2 separate regions of the Mus musculus genome follow, and region 1 is linked to region 2. Evidence: chromatin contacts called from public Hi-C data. All regions are on one chromosome and are shown on one strand. The core of a region is the stretch at or near the end of the contact, and the rest is flanking DNA. Distances in the headings are between cores, read along the strand shown. Region 1 overlaps Cacnb4 (calcium channel, voltage-dependent, beta 4 subunit). Region 2 holds the start of Arl5a (ADP-ribosylation factor-like 5A).

What was found. A called contact is a pair of places that touch in the nucleus more often than the background predicts.
Region 1: a contact with region 2 is called in a Hi-C map of liver, with 2.7 times the contacts expected there. The contact joins the enhancer-like site here to the promoter of Arl5a in region 2. A contact is called at or near these places in 9 of 39 promoter capture datasets (the 3T3-L1 cell line, 3T3-L1-derived adipocytes, the C10 cell line and 5 more), 1 of 15 datasets of contacts at CTCF or cohesin (the NIH/3T3 cell line), 16 of 484 Hi-C or Micro-C datasets (adipose-derived mesenchymal stem cells, astrocytes, bone marrow-derived macrophages and 7 more), 15 of 115 datasets of contacts at active chromatin or transcription factors (bone marrow-derived macrophages, embryonic forebrain, embryonic limb bud and 8 more) and 4 of 9 other capture datasets (adipose tissue, liver, macrophages and 1 more).

What each region holds. Positions count from the first base shown.
Region 1 is chr2:52,612,116-52,615,842 of GRCm38.p6, forward strand. All of the region lies in intron 2 of Cacnb4 (calcium channel, voltage-dependent, beta 4 subunit), which reads right to left. Among named protein-coding and RNA genes, the nearest start is that of Cacnb4, 63 kb to the right of the region's middle. Within about 2 kb of position 1,931, at least 12 of the 459 cell types and tissues checked have an H3K27ac peak or open chromatin away from gene starts, as enhancers often do. A contact at or near this core is called in hepatocytes and liver, where this site is marked.
Region 2 is chr2:52,423,219-52,426,665 of GRCm38.p6, forward strand. It overlaps Arl5a (ADP-ribosylation factor-like 5A), which reads right to left and starts at 1,656. Exons shown (of 6, transcript NM_182994.2): 1 at 1,372-1,656. The coding sequence starts at 1,417. It overlaps A430018G15Rik (RIKEN cDNA A430018G15 gene), which reads left to right and starts at 1,794. Exons shown (of 3, transcript NR_165461.1): 1 at 1,794-1,937.

The DNA of each region.
Region 1 (3,727 bases), core at 681-3,180, 190 kb after region 2:
GTCTCTGGGAACAGCTCTTAGAAAGCTACAACCAGGGGCCTAGCAAACACAGAAGTGGATGCTCACAGTCAGCTATTGGATGGATCACAGTGCCCCCAATGGAGGAGCTAGAGAAAGTAACCAAGGAGCTAAAGGGATCTGCAACCCTATAGGTGAAACAACAATATGAACTAACCAGTACCCCCCCCTGCCCCCCAGAGCTCGTGTCTCTAGCTGCATATATATCAGAAGATGGCCTAGTTGGCCATCAGTGGAAAAAGAGGCCCATTGGTCCTGCAAACTTTATATGACTCAGTACAGGGGAACACCAGGGCCAAGAAGTGGGAGTGGGAGGTTGGGGGAGTGGGTGGGGGAGCATGTGGGGGACTTTTGGGATAGCATTGGAAATGTAACTGAAATAAATACCTAACTTTAAAAAAAGTAAGAAAAGAAAGAAAGCTACAAGCTAGCCGGGCGTGGTGGTGCACGCCTTTAATCCCAGCACCCAGGAGGCAGAGGCAAGTAGATTTCTGAGTTCGAGGCCAGCCTGGTCTACAAAGTGAGTTCCAGGACAGCCAGGGCTCTTCAGAGAAACCCTGTCTTGAAAAACCAAAAAAGAAAGAAAGAAAAAAGAAAGGAAAGTTACAACCGCATCTAGCTTGGTTTCTACCTCCTATCTGTTGCCATGTGAACAAGTCACTCCTTGATGATTCCACCATCGTGAGTGCTGTATGCCTTCCCTGCCATGATGGACTGAAATCTTTGGAAACCATGAGCCACAATTACCCTTTCTTCCATAAAGTGGTTTCTGTCAGGAATTGTTTGTCAGGACGAAACAAAAATATTATTACAAAAGTATTATTGCAAGGCCCTAGCCTCCAATGCAATGTACTTGGAAGTGAAACATCTAAAACATATCTGGATTAAAATGGCAGCAGAAAGGAGGGGCCTTTTAGGATTAGTACTCTCCCAAGGAGAGAAACAGACTAGAATTTTCCATCTCTACAAGGTGAAGACAAACAAGAAGCCATCAGCCTACAAACCACTAAGAGGCTTGCTGTAGTCTAAATGTTTATGAATCTTAGAAATTTAGATCCAAGTCAGGTGGTAGTGACACACACTACCCTGCGCTTGGGAGGCAGAGGCAGGAAGATCTCTCTAAATTCAAGGCCAGCCTGGTCTACAAGAGTCCTGTAGTTTCAGGATAGCCACAGCTACACAGTGAAACTCTTGTCTCGCAAAAAGAAGAAAGGAAGAGAGAGAGAAAGAAAGAGAGAGAAGGAAAGAGAGAAGGAAGGGGAGAGAGAGAAGGAAGGAGAGAGAGAAGAGAAGGGGAGGGGAGGGGAGGGAAAGGGAAAGGGAAAGGGAAAGGGAAAGGGAAAGGGAAAGGGAAAGGGAAAGGGAAAGGGAAAGGGAGAGAGGGGGTGGGGTTCAGATCAAAACACAATTCTATGGACAGTGAATACGTGTAGTAATTTTTTTAACTCCCAAGATAATGGTATTCAGAAGTCAAGCCTTTTGAAGGTGATCAGGTCATGGGTGGGGATATTCTTTGTGATAGGATCAGTGTATTTAAAAGAAGCCTGAGTAGGACCTCTGCCCTTTCCAACAAATGAGGACATCCTGAGAGTCAGTTACACTTGTCAACCAGAAAGCATACCTTCATTGGGCACTGAATCCACCGGCACTTTGATGTTGGATTCCTTAGACTCTGAGAGTATATAAAGGCCTCTGAGAGTATATAAGTTGCCCTGACTATAGTATTTTGTTGTGGCAGTATGAGATTCTCATGACTGGCATGCGATAAGGGGAAATTTCAGAGAAAGAATCACTGAGTTCAAGAAGCGTTGGCTTCTGAGGTCAGCTACGAGCTCCACTGCCTTCTGGAACTGACGCTGTGTGAAACAGTAGAAAAGCTGGCTGTTCAGTCATTGTCCAGCCTTGGACTCTGGCAGGGGAGGCTGATGTCAGCAGTCTAGGAGAAAGGTGCTCAGAGTAAATAAGAGGATTGCATAGTACTGACAGGATGTCCTACTGATAAAGAAATGGCAGGTTATTGAGAAACTTTCTTCTGGAGAGAAAAGGGACTGAGGTGGGATGACAATCCACCCTGGGGCACCCAGAACTGTCTGGGATTTAGCATCTCCTGTCCCATGTCCTGAGAAACCCCTAAGCCCTGGGGATATTTGGTCATACTACACAGGGCACATCACAAGTCACAAAATCGTGGCACGTTACAGGTGTATGGTATGACAAGGAGAAGAAGGTAAGGACAGGATATTATTCTGAGGATAAATCATGATTAAATTGCAAGGGGCAGGGTAAGAGAACATTCTGGGAACCAGAAACTCTGAGAGTGAAGGAGCACACAGCAGGTGGAGAGTCCTTCTCAGATCTCCTGCTGCTCACAGGTGCCATGCTACCTGAACTGAAACCCCTAGTGGCCTCCTCCAACGACCCAGCCTGAGAGAGGAAGGCAGGTCAGAGAGCCCTGTGCTTTGTTCCGTGGTCTGGGACTTAGCAGATCTCAAGTGTCCTCATCCTTTGGGGTTTCTCACCTCCCTGGATACTTGTCCTAAGACCCCCCGAGGCCTCTGGGAAATGAGAAGAAAGTCAGTGGGGATAACGAGAGTCCATCCTCCAGACTTGGAGCTAATAGAGAATTAGGCAAGAAAATAAGGATGCTTCGATAACCATCCATAATTTGAAAAGAGCTGTCTCTTCCATAAAGGGAAGTCTGTCCCCTCTACTGGACTGCAGCTGCCTAGAAGGCTGTAAGCTCTGTAGTGTGTCTCTGCAAAGTCAGGGACACAAGCTTTTCATTTTTGTGGCTTTATGCGCTCTGAGAGGGCCAAGCATGGTCCCTCCAATACCCAGGCAAGTAGAGAGTGGACCTAACCTTGCCAAAGAGGGATGTGAGGTAACCATGGAGATTCACGACCATGGTTCTGCTTAAGCCGTATCACACGGGTCAGGAAGGTGTCTGGATAGCTACAGGAACACACCCCCCCCCCCCTCAGTACGCCATAATTTTAATACCTCAATAGTTTTTAATGGAAGTAAGAAGACCTGAAGTTCAAGGTCAACCTCAGTCGTGTAAAGAGTTTGAGGCCAGCACAGGCAAAATGGAACTGTAACTTGGTAAATGAATTTATTAATTCTAAAAAGAGGTTTTTAATTTCTGCCAGAAGGCTAACAGAGAGGCCAAAAAAAAAAAAAAAAAAAAAAAAAACCACTGATCTGGCTAATTTACATGTATTAGTTCATTTGCTCTCACAACATTGGAGGGGATTCATTATTGTCTCCCTTCTTGGGCAGCAAAGCTTAACCAAGCTACACAGCCAGCAGGAAGTATTCACAAACACTACATTCAGTTCTAATGCACTATCCAATTTCTCTAAGTCCCAGGTACACAGCTTGATAGGACTGGTCCAGCTTTTTCTGTCATCCTGGAATCTTGTCCAATAAACCTTGGTGCGAACTAAATCAGCTTAGACATCTTGGAGGGATTTGGCAACTCTTCTTGTCTGGAACCAGTCCCGCAGTGTCAGCTGTCCAGATAATCCGGGCGCTGGCTGCTCCGTGAGGAATCAGGATTGCCCAGACATGCTACCTGAGCTCCATTAACAGCAAGTAAATTAAGTACAACAGATTCATTTATGTTTATTCATTTAATCTTTAAATGGTCTCAAACCCTTCCCACATGTACAGGAAGGATGTGAACTGCTCAAGTAAAAAATTATGTCTC
Region 2 (3,447 bases), core at 406-2,905:
CAAAGAAGAAAGTGAGACCAGTACCAGAGACACTTTAAAGCAAAAGGTCTTTCTAAACCAAAGCAGAACTGAAACACTAGTCTCACTAAATTCAAGACTGTAGAGGACAGAACTAGAATAAGAACACTTATTACCCACACAAATATCACCAGTTCTACAACAATGTAACCTTTAGTACTTCAAACCTAGAGATTAAATATTCAAAAACTGTAGACCCCACAAATCCCTCCTGTGCTAGGTGAGAGTATCTAAACCCACAGAATTATGAAGCCACTAGAAACCACTACCCCGTCACACGTTCTCTGCTGACCAGACAGAGCTAATGGAAATATCCTCTTTATTGCCTTCCACTTCATTTAGTACCGTTATCTTAGGTATCATTTTTAAAAAAATTATTATTAAAAAAAGCAGAACCCACTAGGGATTACAAGTCCCATAAAACCAGCTCTATCCCAGAGGAGGAGCAAGCCCGGCAACTGCTCCTTCTAAATAGTAGGCGCCACCGTTCATTAAGTTTTAACTGGAAAAAGTGGGGGTGCGACAACGCTACCAGCTTATACAAGAGAAAAACTGTACGTGCTTGACAGATGGAATGAACTGCAAGTAGAGCTTTTTTTAAAAAAAAGCACTATATTTCATTTCAGTAACTATGTAGTTCTGTTAGGACCATATTCTCTCCAGTATCACACACCCATTTTGTAATTTTTTTTTTTAATAAATCCCCTATGCCTTTCCGTGGCAAATGTCTGCATTTAGGCGAACTTAACACAGTAACCTGCTAGTTACCTAATGCTAATGAAGCCTGCCTCCCGAGGCAGGCTTTTAAAAGCTTTCAGCGAAACACTTTAACAAGGGCCAAAAACAAAACAAAACAAAACAAAACCCAAAACCTTCTAATAACCTAAGAAAGAAAACGACCTTAGGCTTGACCTTTACCACTGAGACAAACGGCGCAAAGGAGAGACACTCCATCACTATTCCGCAGCGAGGGTCTCCCCGCCCATCCCCCCCACCCCCACCCCCACCCCCACCCCCCAAAGCGAACCAGACGGATCCAGCACTAGTTCCAGTTTTCCGCATTCTGCAAGCCGTGGGCTCGGTGGCGCCGCTAGGGTCAGGGCCCTCGGTCCTCACTCTAGAACCCCAGCTGTTGCCCGTGCGGCCCAAACACAATTGCGGGCAGGCGACGGGGATGGAAGCAGGCCAGGCAGCGCGCTGGGCCCTCGGCGTGGGGCAGGGCACCTTTTGCGCTCGCGATCAAATCGGAGAAATGGGTGTATGGCGGGAGGAACCTCTCCCCAGCTCCCCGGAGACAAAGGCGACCCTCCTGCCCGACAAGGGCCGGGACCTCCCCGCCCGGCCCAGCCTCACCCTGGTGATTGAACAGCCTCCAGATCCGGGTAAAGAGAATTCCCATCCTCGGGCAGCGGAGCCCTCCAGCCTCCCGGGCTCAGGCTGCGGGGCAGAAGGACGCGCCGGGGCCTCCGCCTCTGCTCCCGCGCCGGCCGCGCGCCCGCTTCCAGGGACCCGCGGGGAGGCCGCAGCCCAGGCCGCCCAGCCACGCGCGAGGCCCCGCCGCTACCGCCGCGGCGCTCGCCTGGCTCGCGGACATCGCCGCCGCGTTGTCTGCTCGAACCTCGCGGGCCACCGTCCTCCCCCAGCTCCTCTCCGGCGGTGGCTCGGGCAGGGGCGGGGCGGAGCGAGGGGACTGCGCAGGCGCCGTGCCCGGAGGCGGAGCGAGGGAGCTGGAGGCGGGGCAAGGGGGCTGGAGGCGGGGCGAGGGGCTGGGAGGCCTCTGCGGCGCGGAGGGTCAGTGGAAGGAAGGCTGCGGCGCTTTAGGCGCGCCAATGTCGGGGATTTGAGGTTGTTTCTAAGTCACAATGCAAATATGTAACCATACTCAACTCCAAAAGTGCCAGGTTTGGACCCCGACGATGGTAAGCTTTAAGTCTCTTTAGAGCCTATTTTCCCTGACAAGCAGCAGAAATCATTGGCCTATTTTTTTTTTTTTTTTTTTTTTTTTTGTCGCTGCGGTTTTTCGTACTTCTACCTTTGCTTCTCAGCGCTCTTCCCTCTCCAATCTCCCTCTGCTCTCAGGCCACTCTTGGCTAGAACACTTTTCCTTAAGTATCTCCCCGGTTTAAAAATCTTAAGGCACAAAAGCCGTCTGAGCTGAGTCCAAAAAGACTGTAGACAAGAAACTCACTGGTCTTCACGATATGATCGTCTTTTTCTCTCATTCAGGAGTCACCATCATGTTAAATAGATGGCCAAATGCTGTCTGTGCTCTTCATTCTGCTGCTTGCCTAAAGTTTAAACAGTTGTGCCTCCTGGTATGCGAGTGTCCAGCTCTGCGCCCCTGCGCACCCCCACCCCCACTCCCCGCAGGATAAGTGGCTGAAAAGTAAAATATAAGTAATCGCTGGCGAACTTGATCCGAACGAAGAGTTCTTGCCTGTGTTTTGTTTTTGTTTACTTTAGTTCCCTTTAGCTAAACAGGTAGACTCTAGATCTCCATATTCCTGATGTAGGAACAGGGTCGATTCCTGAGGTTAACTGACGACTGTGATAGTTTTGACTCAAAGAGAAACTGGGGTTGTCTACTTCTTCCACACACATAAACAAACAAAAAGAGTAGAATCAGCATCATCTCTTTCTATCCTCTTTAAGTTTGTAAAAGGGAGGGAAAAAAAAAAGGCAGAGACGGAAAAATGTGGGAGACTTGTGAAAGGCCCTTTCGAGCTGTTCCCGACCTTATCCTCAACAGCCACATGAAATGAAGCACTATACTCTGCCTGACTCCTAACCATATACTACCGTATAGCTCAATGTATGGGAAAGAGTTCTTCATCTTCTTTGGGGGCTTGCGTTCAAATGCCAGTCTTAGAGGAGGCATACATAAAGGAGAATTAGATCTGGATATACTTAATAGCCAGTGGGCTGTTTAGAAGATCAATGTTCGCATAACCAACTTACATGAGCTCTTTAGTGATTCCATTCCCATCCAGTTTAGGCAGGGCTTTAGCGGCTCTGAGTCATTTTACAAATTCCCACATGTCTTTGGCAACTTATTAATGTATGCCAGACCTACATTTACCCATGAAGTTAGAGATCTGTGTTTTAGAACTCTATTAAGGAAATGGTCTCTTAGGCTATTTTCCAAGTGTCCCTCACAGAAGGGGGGATGGAGTTGACTAGTAGAATCTTGGCTGACTTTAGTAGACAAAATACAAAATTGTTAACTATAGATGTAACTGGGAATCTTTAATGAGGGATATCAAACATTTTGTTCTTCCTTCTGAGACCTTCTAAATATTTTATCCATTTTTAAAGTCATGAGCAAAATGCCATGAAAGACCTCAGCTTCAAGGCAGGAGAGAGTAAAACATGTGCTTTACCATTCTACAGTTAACAAGCAGAATACTGGATACAACACAAGAAACAACT